Regions from separate parts of the Mus musculus genome. Here all the other regions are linked to region 1. Evidence: chromatin contacts called from public ChIA-PET and promoter capture Hi-C data. All regions are on one chromosome and are shown on one strand. The core of a region is the stretch at or near the end of the contact, and the rest is flanking DNA. Distances in the headings are between cores, read along the strand shown. Region 1 overlaps Tmem217 (transmembrane protein 217). Region 2 overlaps Fgd2 (FYVE, RhoGEF and PH domain containing 2). Region 3 has its middle 33 kb from the start of Fgd2.

Region 1 (3,294 bases), core at 199-2,698:
CAGAAGATGACGTTGAATCTCCTAAAGCGGCTGAGAGCTGCCTTCATGAGTTGAGAACTGAGCTGGGGTCCTCCCCAAGGACTGTAAGCCCTCTTAACCACAGAGCCATCCCTGGCCCCAGCTGTGGCAGACTTTAGAATGCTTGTAAGGTAGATCATTCAAGGCAGTTTTATCCTTTCAGCCTGGCTACAAAATAACATGAGGTGAATACAGCAGGACAGTCATTTAACCCTCTCCTGTGGGAGTTTAAAACACAATGGGGGTCTGCTCTGTGAAACCCTCAGGGGTCTCCATCTCTTTTCTCTGTTGTTCTGTCTGTAGAAGCAGGGGTCTGTGATAGTGCAAGTGTCCCTAGCTGGGCCCCTCCCGTAAATACCTCTGAGCCATCTGGATGACAAAGAGGAACGACAGGAGTCTGATATTTAATACAGATGGCCACCTTGGTTTCTTCTCTTCTCAGCCCTTTCTTACAAATTGACAGCATCAAGCCAGACACAGTGGTTCCAAGCCTGTGACCCCGACACTGGAGGTAGAGGCAGAAGGATCAGGATTTCAAAGTCATAATGGATTCATGGCAATCCCAGGCTACACGAGGCATCAAAAGCCAAACAAGATGGCTGAAAGTCCAAGTTCCATTTTCCTAGGACCCTCATGAAGGTGGAAGAAGAAAGCCTACTCCCAAAAGTTGTCATCCAACCTCCACAAACACACTGTGGCATGCTCACATCCACAACCATAACTCTTGCATGCACACAAAATGAATAAAATGTCATTTAAAAAACGTTGGTAGCAACCAGGCTACCAACTTCCAAGCTGGGCAGTGGTGCACTCCTTTAATCTGAGCAGAGGCAGGCAGAACTCTGAGTTCAAGGCCAGAGTGAGTTCTAGGACAGTAAAGGCTACACAGAGAAACCCTATCTCAAAATACTCCCTTCCTCTGGTCCAAAAATAAACACACTAAATAGATAAATAAATAAATAAATAAATAAATAAATAAAAACCCTTTGGTAGCATAGCCATTAGCTGCAAGTGATACTTGGAAATCTAAACTTTATTCTGGCCAACTGTGTGGCTGTCTGTGGAAGGCGCAATTGCTACACTAAGGAAGGGAAGGTCCTGTCCCACATCAGAGACCTCCACATTCAAGGAAAACGGGTCCTGAGCAGAACAAACTCCATATTCTTCATCAAGAGGGCTCCTTGCTAGTGGAATAAGGCAGCTGAGTTCTAGTCCTGGCATAAATATTTGTCTATGGCAGCTATGGTGATACCGTGGCTAGGGGTGCCCATGTACCCCAGTTCTGAGCATTGAACAGTGAGAATTCACTGAAAGTTCTCAGAGATGTGTTTGACATCCTGTGGAAGAAAGGAGCGCAGAGGAGAGCTTCCGGGGCACTCCTGATTGGCCTGCTAGTGAGAGGCAAGTTGGCAGTCAGCCAGTGACCACAGAAAGGAAGCTACCGTGGGACCCTGACACCGCGTAGGAGACCTGAAAGACCCAGAGGAAAGAGCCAAGTAGAGAAAAGGCACTGGAGAAAGAAAAGATTATAGACATAGCAAGGGATGTGTAGAGCTACCCTGGGGTGATGAGCGGAGGCTGCCATCGGCCAGGACTGTGTGCGCAGCCCTGTGGTTTATTGTCTGCATTCGCCCATCCCCAGTGGGGACTGGTTTCCCTGCTTGTCAGCTGACTCACTGTCAAGCATGGCAGGCTGGTTTTCTTTCTGTGTTGGAGAGGATTGGGTTTTTGTTTTGGGAAATCTGATCTCTTGAGCAAGAGTTTGGCCTGGAAGAATACAGGAAGAAGGGAAGACCCTAGCTTCCCTACAGTATCTGGGATTTCTCTCCTGTTGGGAAAACTGGGGAGGTAGCAGGTTGTGCCCCCTAGAGAGTGCCCCCCCACACACACACACACCCTGCTGGGTTGGATGCTGGCTACTTGGCTGAGAAGAAAGCTCAAAGCCTCATCACCCTGGGGTGATGAGCGGAGGCTGCCATCGGCCAGGACTGTGTGCGCAGCCCTGTGGTTAGCCTTTAGTAAGCCTATAAGAAGCAAGACCGCAGGGCTGGAGAGATGGCTCAGTGGTAAGAGCATTTGCTGCTCACAACTGCCTGTGTAATTCCAGTTCCTCGGGCTCCAACTGGCGCCCTCTTCGGGCTACTATGGGCACTGCAGGCACCTGGCGGTCCTACATGCAGAAAGGCACTCAACCACATAAAATTTAAAAGAAAAAAAAAGACACAGCCATTCTCTGCTGCTACCAAACAGTTACCCTCGAGGAAAGCCTGCAGCCATGGCACAAGGAGACTCAGGCAGCCCTTAAAACAGGCCAGAAGAAGAGAGCTGAGGTTTCTGGCCAGGAGCTACCAACAGCCAGGTGAGTGAAAGGACCCTCCTCGGAGGACAGCCTTCAGCTGGCAGCCGCTCCAGACCTTTACTTTAGGAGGGGCCCTGAGGCAAAACAGGCAGCTAAGACACCCCTCGCCTTCTGTCTCAGAAACCCAAGACATCTAGGAGTGGGACCAGCATGGATATCCATCAGCTGATGGAAGGATTGATGGATGGAGGAGATGCGGAAGGTACAGACTGTGGAAATCATTCAGCTGTGAAATAATATGAAATAGTGACATTTGCAGAGAAATGGATGAAGCTGGAAATCCTCGAATGAAGTAAATGAAGTAGAAGTAGAATAAACCAGGCTCAAAAGGACAAATAGGACCTGCGTTCTCTCACATGTGGGTCCTAGATTTTAATTCCTCTATGTGTGTGTATGTGTGTGTGTGTGTGTGTGTGTGAGAGAGAGAGAGAGAGAGAGAGAGAGGAGAGAGGAGAGAGAGAGCGCGCAGGAGGTAAGAGCCAGTGGGAGGGGCCAGGAAGAGGGCGGGGAGAGGAGGAGGAGCAAGAAGCGGCAATGGAATTTGTAAGCCAACATTGGGGTGGTGGTGGGGCACCAGTAAAATGTGTTTTGAGCCTTGCGTAGTTAAAGATGCCTTGAGCCCAGCTCTCTAGACAGAAGCAGGCAGATCTGTGAGTTCCAGGCCAGCCAGGGCTACACAGTAAGACCCAGTCTCAAACAAAACAGAAACAGAAAATCGAAGCTTTAAGGTCTGAAGGAGATAGCTCAGTCCATAAATTCCCTTGCCTTGTGTCTCAGTTACTGCCATATTGCTATGAGAAGACACCATGGCCAAATCAACTTATAAAAGAAAGCATTTAACTTCGGAGCTCACAGTTTCAGAGGGTGAGCTGATGACCGTCAAGGCAGAAAGCGTGGCTGCAGGCAGGCAGGCTGGC
Region 2 (3,294 bases), core at 346-2,845, 160 kb after region 1:
CCCTTCCCCAGCCGGCTCTGCACAAATGGGACTGAAGGTTTTGTAACTATGTCAGCAGCACCGACAATGACCCGTTGTGGAGTGGAGGAACGGTTCTGAACAGTCACCAGAAATAGAAGCTGGACCTCGACATAACTTGAGTCTATGAAAACTTTTGGGGTTATTTTCGTAGCTTAAATGTTTCCATAATAAAAAGTCATTCTCACAGGAGTCCTGGGAAGTGGGTCTCATCCTTAGTTACATGGCGCTGGATCTGGAAGCTGAGAACAGGCTTAAGACCTGCCTAAGGTCACACAGCTTTTAAGGGGCAAAATGAGGCACCTAGCATTGGGTTTCTGCCATCAAGAGTGAGGTTGGATGCTGGACAGTGGTGGCGCATGCCTTTAATCCCAACACTTGGGAGGCAGAGGCAGGTGGATTTCTTAGTTCGAGACCAGCCTAGTCTATAGAGTGAGTTCCCGGACAGCCAGGGCTACACAGAGAAACCCTGTCTCGGGGGAAAAAAAAAAGAGTGAGGTTGGGGGCTGGAGAGATGGCTCAGTGGTTAAGAGCACTGACTGCTCTTCCAGAGGTCCTGAGTTTAATTCCCAGCAACCACATGGTAGCTCACAACCATCTGTAATGGGATCTGATGCCCTCTTCTGGTGAGTCTGAAGACAGCTGCAGTCTGCTCATATAAATAAATGAGCCTTAAAAAAATAAAAGGACTGAGGCTGGAGACTGTGCTGTATGCACAGACTCACATCAGGGAGGGCTGGGTGTGGTCTGGACCCTGTATCCTGCTGGATGTGGGGAGCCTGGGTGACGTGGAGCAGAGCCGCCACTTTGCAGCTCAGGCCTGTGAGACCTGCTGCGAAGGACAGATGCCCTGAGAATAGAGGGGCGGGCGCTGAGGGGGCAGCGTGGGAGACCTGGATGAACTGTTACCATTCCTGTCAGAGGAAGGATCGGGAAAGGCAAGTGGAGGCCTAAAGCTTGCAGGAGTCCAGGCAGGAAGGGCTGGAAAGCTATGAGAGGAGAGGGGAAGCCCAGGGAGTTCTGGGTCTGAGTCAAGATGCCTTGGGATTGGAGCCTCCAGGTTTGTGTGTTCTTTCTTTATTTCTTTCCTTCCTTCCTTCTTTCCTTCTCTCTCTCTCCTCCCCCCTCCTTCTCTCTCTCTCTCTCTCTCTCTCTCTCTCTCTCTCTCTCTCTCTCTCTTTCTTCTTATTTTTTCTGGTCCCGCTCCCACTCGCTCTGGCCATATTTATTTCGTATATGTGGGTACGCTGTCACTGCCTTCAGACACAGCAGAAGACAGCATCAGATGCCCATTACAGATGGTTGTGAGCCACCATGTGATTGCTGGGAATTGAACTCAGGACCTCTAGAAGAGCAATCGGTGCTCTTAACTGCTGAGCCATCTCTTTAGCCCCTGAGCCTCCAGGTTTTAGCTTCCCGCTGGGCTGGCTTAACCACACTCTGGAGGTCTGGCTCAGTTCAGGGTCTTTCTATCCCACACAGTTCTTTGGGCTCATCAACAAAGGACCCCCTGCCTGCTTCAGAAGGCTCTCCTGATCTCCTGATATCTGTGGCCAACTGGCACATCTCCAGATCTTGTCAGAATGAGATGTTTGACTGCCACCTGCTGGCCAGCTTTCACTGTAAATCTGCAATCTATGACATATCACAGTTGGCTACTGATGGCACCTCTGGGATAAGGTATCCTTGTGCAGGGTACAACCTGTTGGGTTCTATGTGAGGTTCCTGGATGGCACGCCTGTGTAACCTCTCCTTCTTTTTAGGCTGGGAAACACAAGGGCCAGCTCAGACCAGGTCATACATAGGCCATAGGCCGGTAGAACAGCTAAGGTGGTTCAAGCCCCTCTGTCCCTCAAGCCTGACTCAAAAAGTGGTTTCCATTTGTTGTAGACAGCTCTTCACCCACCATGTCCAGCAATGTCCAGCAGAGGGTGCTATGGGGCTGCTAGCCAGTGAGACAGACTTGCCAAACGGTGGCAGCCAAGAGCAGGCATACAGGGAATTAGTGGCTTTCTCACATGGTCGCAGCTGGCGTTAACCTCACCATGTAGCCAAGGATGGTCTGGAATTCCTGACCCTCCTGCCACCACTTGCCAAGGGCTGAGATTACAGATGGGTGCCACCACTCCTGGGCTACTGGGTACTGGGGCTCTGATCCAGGCTCAGTGAATGCTAAGCAAACCTTTTACCAAAGGAGCTACATTACAAACCCAGGTTTGTTTTGTCTTTTGTTTTGTTTTTTTGTTTTTGTCTGTGTTTGTATGTGTGTGTATGGTGTGTGTGTGTGTGGTGTGTGTGTGTGTGTGTGGTGTGTGTGTGTGTGTATGTGTTATTTTTGAGATGGTCTCTCTGTGTATTCCAGGCCAGCTCGGAATTCACTACAATCCAGACTGTCCTGAATTTGCAGTAATCCTCCTGCCTCAGCCTCTTAAGTGCTGGGATTGCAGGCTGTGAATCTCCTTTGGGTTCTGTGTCTTTTGTCCTTCATCCTCCTCCTCCTCCTCCTTCTGTGACAGAGTTGCACTCTGTGGCCCTGGCTAGCCTGTAACTTGCTATATAGACCCGTCTAGCCTGAAACTCAGTGTGTAGACCAGTTCTAGATTCAAGCTCACAGAGGTCCACCTAACTCTGCCTCCTAAGTACTGAAATTAAACTCGTGCACCGTCACATCCAGCCTTGGTTGGCTGATCTCTGCTATGTTCCTCCAATGTCTTCTTCTCACCCCTAATCAGGTCACCCTCCTCCCTCAAACTTGCTCACTACCCTCCTCCCTCAGACTTGCTCACTAAGGGCCTCTCTCTACCTCCTCCCTCAGACTTGCTCATAAGGGCCCCTATCAGATACACCTGCCTACTCTCCAGCCTCTGGGACTCTCTGGCCATCTCAGGATGGAGGCTAGAAGCCTCAAGTAGGGGCTGCACACGTGAAAGACTCCAGCTAACTCATGTGAGACACTATGAACCCTCAGGTGGTGTTCCCACTCTGGAGATCTTCACGGGGTGCAGACTGGGGTTAGATCCTGGGCTTCAGCCATTGTACCTCTGAGCTTTTGCCTCTGACTTGGGTACTCTTGCCAGGGTCTTCTGCCACCTGGCTTCCAGGGTTCTCAGGGCTGGGATTGATTACAGATTTGCCCTGATCCCACCCAGTTTGTGCAGGGCTGACGATGGAATCCAGGAATGCATGCAAGCTAGGCAAGCACATTAGCAACTGAGCGGCATCCACAGCCCTACAACTGTCCTTGGAGAGCAAAAAGATGCTTAATCCAGGGATGAC
Region 3 (3,294 bases), core at 385-2,884, 140 kb after region 1:
GCTGGGATTAAAGGCATGCGCCACCACACCCAGCCAAAACCCAGCTTCTTGTCCCCACTAGGAACCCCAGTCCCGATATGACCGATATGACAGGGGTTTCATAGGAACAGAGCCCCGCACCAGTAGGAAATTAGAAGCTGATAGGATCCCAGCTGGATAGGAGTGCTGAGCAGCAGAGGCATATACTGAAGCCACCTACAGAGGTGAAGATGGTGACCGGTCCGCAGCGGTCCCCTAGCCTACCCCCACCCCTGCCTGCGGTTTTCCTCAGCACGGAAGTGGTGGTGGATTCCCAGAAGCCCCACTCGAACTTTCCTGTCAGGGGAGTCCAAGTTCCTCCTTCTGGGGAAGGAGAAGTGGCAGTTTCTCCTGTGGGCTTTCAGTTTCATTCTAAGAAACCCGAGTGTTGAAGGAAGAGAAATTGTACTCCAGGGGTTTTCCCAGCTAGGCTCTAACTGAAGTGCACTTGCTGGGGCCTCTGGGTGGGCCTGGCACAAGAGGAAGTGAGCTGTGTTCTCTGGGGCCATTCCAGATCCTCCAGGTCTGCTCCCGGTCCCACCAACACACTCAGGGGCTACTATAGGAGCTCATATCCTGGACCCTCAAAGTTAAGCTGCAGTCTCTTTCTCCAGACTTTGCTGACAAAAAGCAAAATCTAATCAGAGCAGAGACAGAGAAATCCCTGTAGCTTCTGGTCCTGACCTAGAACCACTTATGACTAAAGAATATACACCGTTCCTACCATCTCTCTCTCTCTCTCTCTCTCTCTCTCTCTCTCTCTCTCTGTGTGTGTGTGTGTGTGTGTGAGAGAGAGAGAGAGAGAGTGAGAGAGAGAGAGAGGTCTCAGGAAGCCTACATTAGCCTCAAGGGGAACCTCTGAAGCCCTAAACCTCCTCTGGCCTTCACCTTTTTAAATGCGGGACCACAGGCAAGTACCACCACTCTCAGTGCTGAGGGTCCAACCCAGGGCTTCCTGCATGTAGGAGTCACTGTCACCAGCTGAGGTACGTTCCTTCCTTACCTAGAGTCACAGGATTTTTTTTTTTCTTTTGAGACAGGGTTTCTCTGTTTAGCCCTGGCTGTCCTGGAACTAGACCAGGCTGGCTTTGAACTCAGAAATTTGCCTGCCTCTGCCTCCCAAGTACTGGGATTAAAGATGTGCCCTGCCACTGCCCAGTGAGTCACAGGATCTTAAGAGAGCTCACCTGGGCAACAAACAGCAACTTAGAATGGCCACCATTGACTGCAGGTGGCAACCATGTCCCAAGCGCTTCAGACTCACTTCCTCTTATAATCCCCACAAAGTGTCCGTGAAGAAAGAGACAGAGTCGTCATTTCTAAAGCTGGGAGCCTGTCTTGGGAGGAGACTCTTCCCTCAACAGGTTCTGCTTAGAAAGTCTGCTCTCTCTCTCTCTCTATTCTCCCACACTTGCAGCCAGATGTGCAGAAGGAGCCAGCATTCCAGCTGTGGACACCTTCCAAGTCCTAAAGCCTACCCGCCCTAAGGCACTTAGGCTTGTCACCTTTTCTATTTCCAGCTCACGACATTATTTGGGGGTTTCTACTATGCCAACACATGTTTTGATGACAGCTGGGGATTCCCCCAACCGTGATGCTGTTTCCCTTCAAAAAAAAAACATTTGCCTGAAGGTCACCGGCTGAATGACTCAGGCTGTTGTGGTAGAGCATGCACAGCTGTGGCGGTGGTGGGGTTAAATCGGAATTTCAGATAAACAGCTTTGGGGAAATGTCATAATATACCATTATTATTCTTTTTTCTTTGGAGTGTTTATAGTTCACTAATGTCCTGTTTTTGTTTTTAAAAGTAGGCGATCCTTTGCTCTCGCACCTGGGGCACCAGGAACCCCACCCCCTTTAGCCCCATCCTCGGTCTCCCACAAGGCTCTGCGTGGAGGAGACTCATGCTCATGGACCTTTGAGTACGGCCAAGAGCTTAAGTTCTACAACTTTCCAATGTCAGGCCTGGCTTAGGAGCTCAAAAGGCATCTACAAGCTCAGCTCTACAATGGGACTCTGAGGTGGACAGTCATACCCCAGATCTGTGGGGTTTTTTCTGGCCTAGTGGCAAGCCAGCCGGAAGCCACACCCCCACCTACCCTGTACCCACAGTGTTGGGTGTTGACACAGACTCCTGCGTACTTTGATGGGGTTTCCCTCCAGCATATACTGGGATTTCCTTGGAAGAGTCTTAAAGGGTACACAACTGAATCTCTGGTCACAATGCCCCAGGCCACTGACAGGTCTGCAGCCACAGCAGGGGAGGGGTTAGTCTTGGTTCCACAATAGAATAGTATCTGATAGGCGGTTAGCACTCTGATTGGCGGTGTGAACCTGGGATAGTGGAGCCTAAAAAACCAAGGGGACTAAAGGCTCATCCAACAGCCAGTTTTAGAGCAGCAGACAAGCTAAACTCTGAGTCACGTGAGTAAAGTGTCCAATCACATGGTGGGCGGTGCAGTCGCAAGCGTAGGGTAAAGTGCTGCTTGTCCACACGTGGCAAAAGTGCTTTTCCATGGAGGCATATAAACACATAATAGCCAGCTGTAATAAATAATCTGAAGTAAACGCGCTCCTATCTGCTACATCTGTGAGGGGCACAAAAGTACCTTTTCAAGGACAACTCCCTGTGTTTGAAGAAATCAAGTGTTCTCACTAGCACTCAGAACTCACCTCTCAGGATCCCGTTCTCGCACCATGTTCCAATAGTAAGAATGGAGTTATTAAGTATCCATCTAATGTTAACTGCACAATCATAGCGTGGCTGTGTAAATTATACACGTTGTGGTTGTATTTAAATATAGGGTCTACCAAAGCATTTGGACACTCGCTCAGGCCCTTTAACATCCCTGGCAGCTACCCAGGGGTTATGGGGACCAACCACTCCTAGGACCAAGAGTATGATAGGGGTGTGGGGGTGAGGGTGACCCTCAGCTGCAGGAAACCCTCGACTGAGAGGCATACTAGACCAAAGAACAGGAAAGGGTCTCTGGGAGAGTCACACAGACCAAAGCAGAGCCTGTACAGTGACCTGAGACGGGACTGGGGAATCCGGCAGGGCTTCAGGGACACGTCCAGTCCCATTCAGGAGATGGAGTTGGGGGATACATAAGCGCTTCCTTCTGGGTGCTCCTAGCTGGTTAGGGTAATGAGCAGGCGCCTTAGAATTCTGCCTGCTGAATCAGCCACTAACCGGAAACCTTTGAAGGAACCTCTCAGGGACCTGGGGGACCTAAGTAAGGCCCTGTCTTAGTTAGGGTTTCACTGCTGTGAACA

Evidence for each region. Promoter capture Hi-C pulls out the DNA fragments that hold promoters and counts their contacts. ChIA-PET counts read pairs in DNA pulled down with a chosen protein or histone mark.
Region 2: a promoter capture Hi-C map of the HPC-7 cell line shows a contact between it and region 1, with 2.3 times the contacts expected there. The contact joins two enhancer-like sites. A contact is called at or near these places in 26 of 39 promoter capture datasets (the 3T3-L1 cell line, 3T3-L1-derived adipocytes, the C10 cell line and 18 more), 3 of 15 datasets of contacts at CTCF or cohesin (CD8 T cells and embryonic stem cells), 13 of 484 Hi-C or Micro-C datasets (the 3T3-L1 cell line, 3T3-L1-derived adipocytes, the F1.1 cell line and 8 more), 23 of 115 datasets of contacts at active chromatin or transcription factors (the 230-238 cell line, CD8 T cells, the HPC-7 cell line and 15 more) and 5 of 9 other capture datasets (adipose tissue, embryonic stem cells, liver and 2 more).
Region 3: a contact with region 1 is called in an RNA polymerase II ChIA-PET map of effector CD8 T cells, with 68 read pairs. The contact joins two enhancer-like sites. A contact is called at or near these places in 23 of 39 promoter capture datasets (the 3T3-L1 cell line, 3T3-L1-derived adipocytes, the C10 cell line and 17 more), 6 of 484 Hi-C or Micro-C datasets (the 3T3-L1 cell line, Sertoli cells, bone marrow-derived macrophages and 3 more), 25 of 115 datasets of contacts at active chromatin or transcription factors (CD8 T cells, the HPC-7 cell line, Th17 cells and 20 more) and 4 of 9 other capture datasets (adipose tissue, embryonic stem cells, liver and 1 more).

What each region holds. Positions count from the first base shown.
Region 1 is chr17:29,530,300-29,533,593 of GRCm38.p6, reverse strand. All of the region lies in intron 2 of Tmem217 (transmembrane protein 217), which reads left to right. Among named protein-coding and RNA genes, the nearest start is that of Tmem217, 18 kb to the left of the region's middle. Within about 2 kb of position 1,448, at least 80 of the 459 cell types and tissues checked have an H3K27ac peak or open chromatin away from gene starts, as enhancers often do. A contact at or near this core is called in CD8 T cells, the HPC-7 cell line, Th17 cells and 9 more, where this site is marked.
Region 2 is chr17:29,369,867-29,373,160 of GRCm38.p6, reverse strand. All of the region lies in intron 9 of Fgd2 (FYVE, RhoGEF and PH domain containing 2), which reads right to left. Among named protein-coding and RNA genes, the nearest start is that of Fgd2, 11 kb to the right of the region's middle. Within about 2 kb of position 1,595, at least 58 of the 459 cell types and tissues checked have an H3K27ac peak or open chromatin away from gene starts, as enhancers often do. A contact at or near this core is called in CD8 T cells, the HPC-7 cell line, neural stem cells and 2 more, where this site is marked.
Region 3 is chr17:29,392,616-29,395,909 of GRCm38.p6, reverse strand. No RefSeq gene overlaps it. Among named protein-coding and RNA genes, the nearest start is that of Fgd2, 33 kb to the right of the region's middle. Within about 2 kb of position 1,634, at least 158 of the 459 cell types and tissues checked have an H3K27ac peak or open chromatin away from gene starts, as enhancers often do. A contact at or near this core is called in CD8 T cells, the HPC-7 cell line, Th17 cells and 6 more, where this site is marked.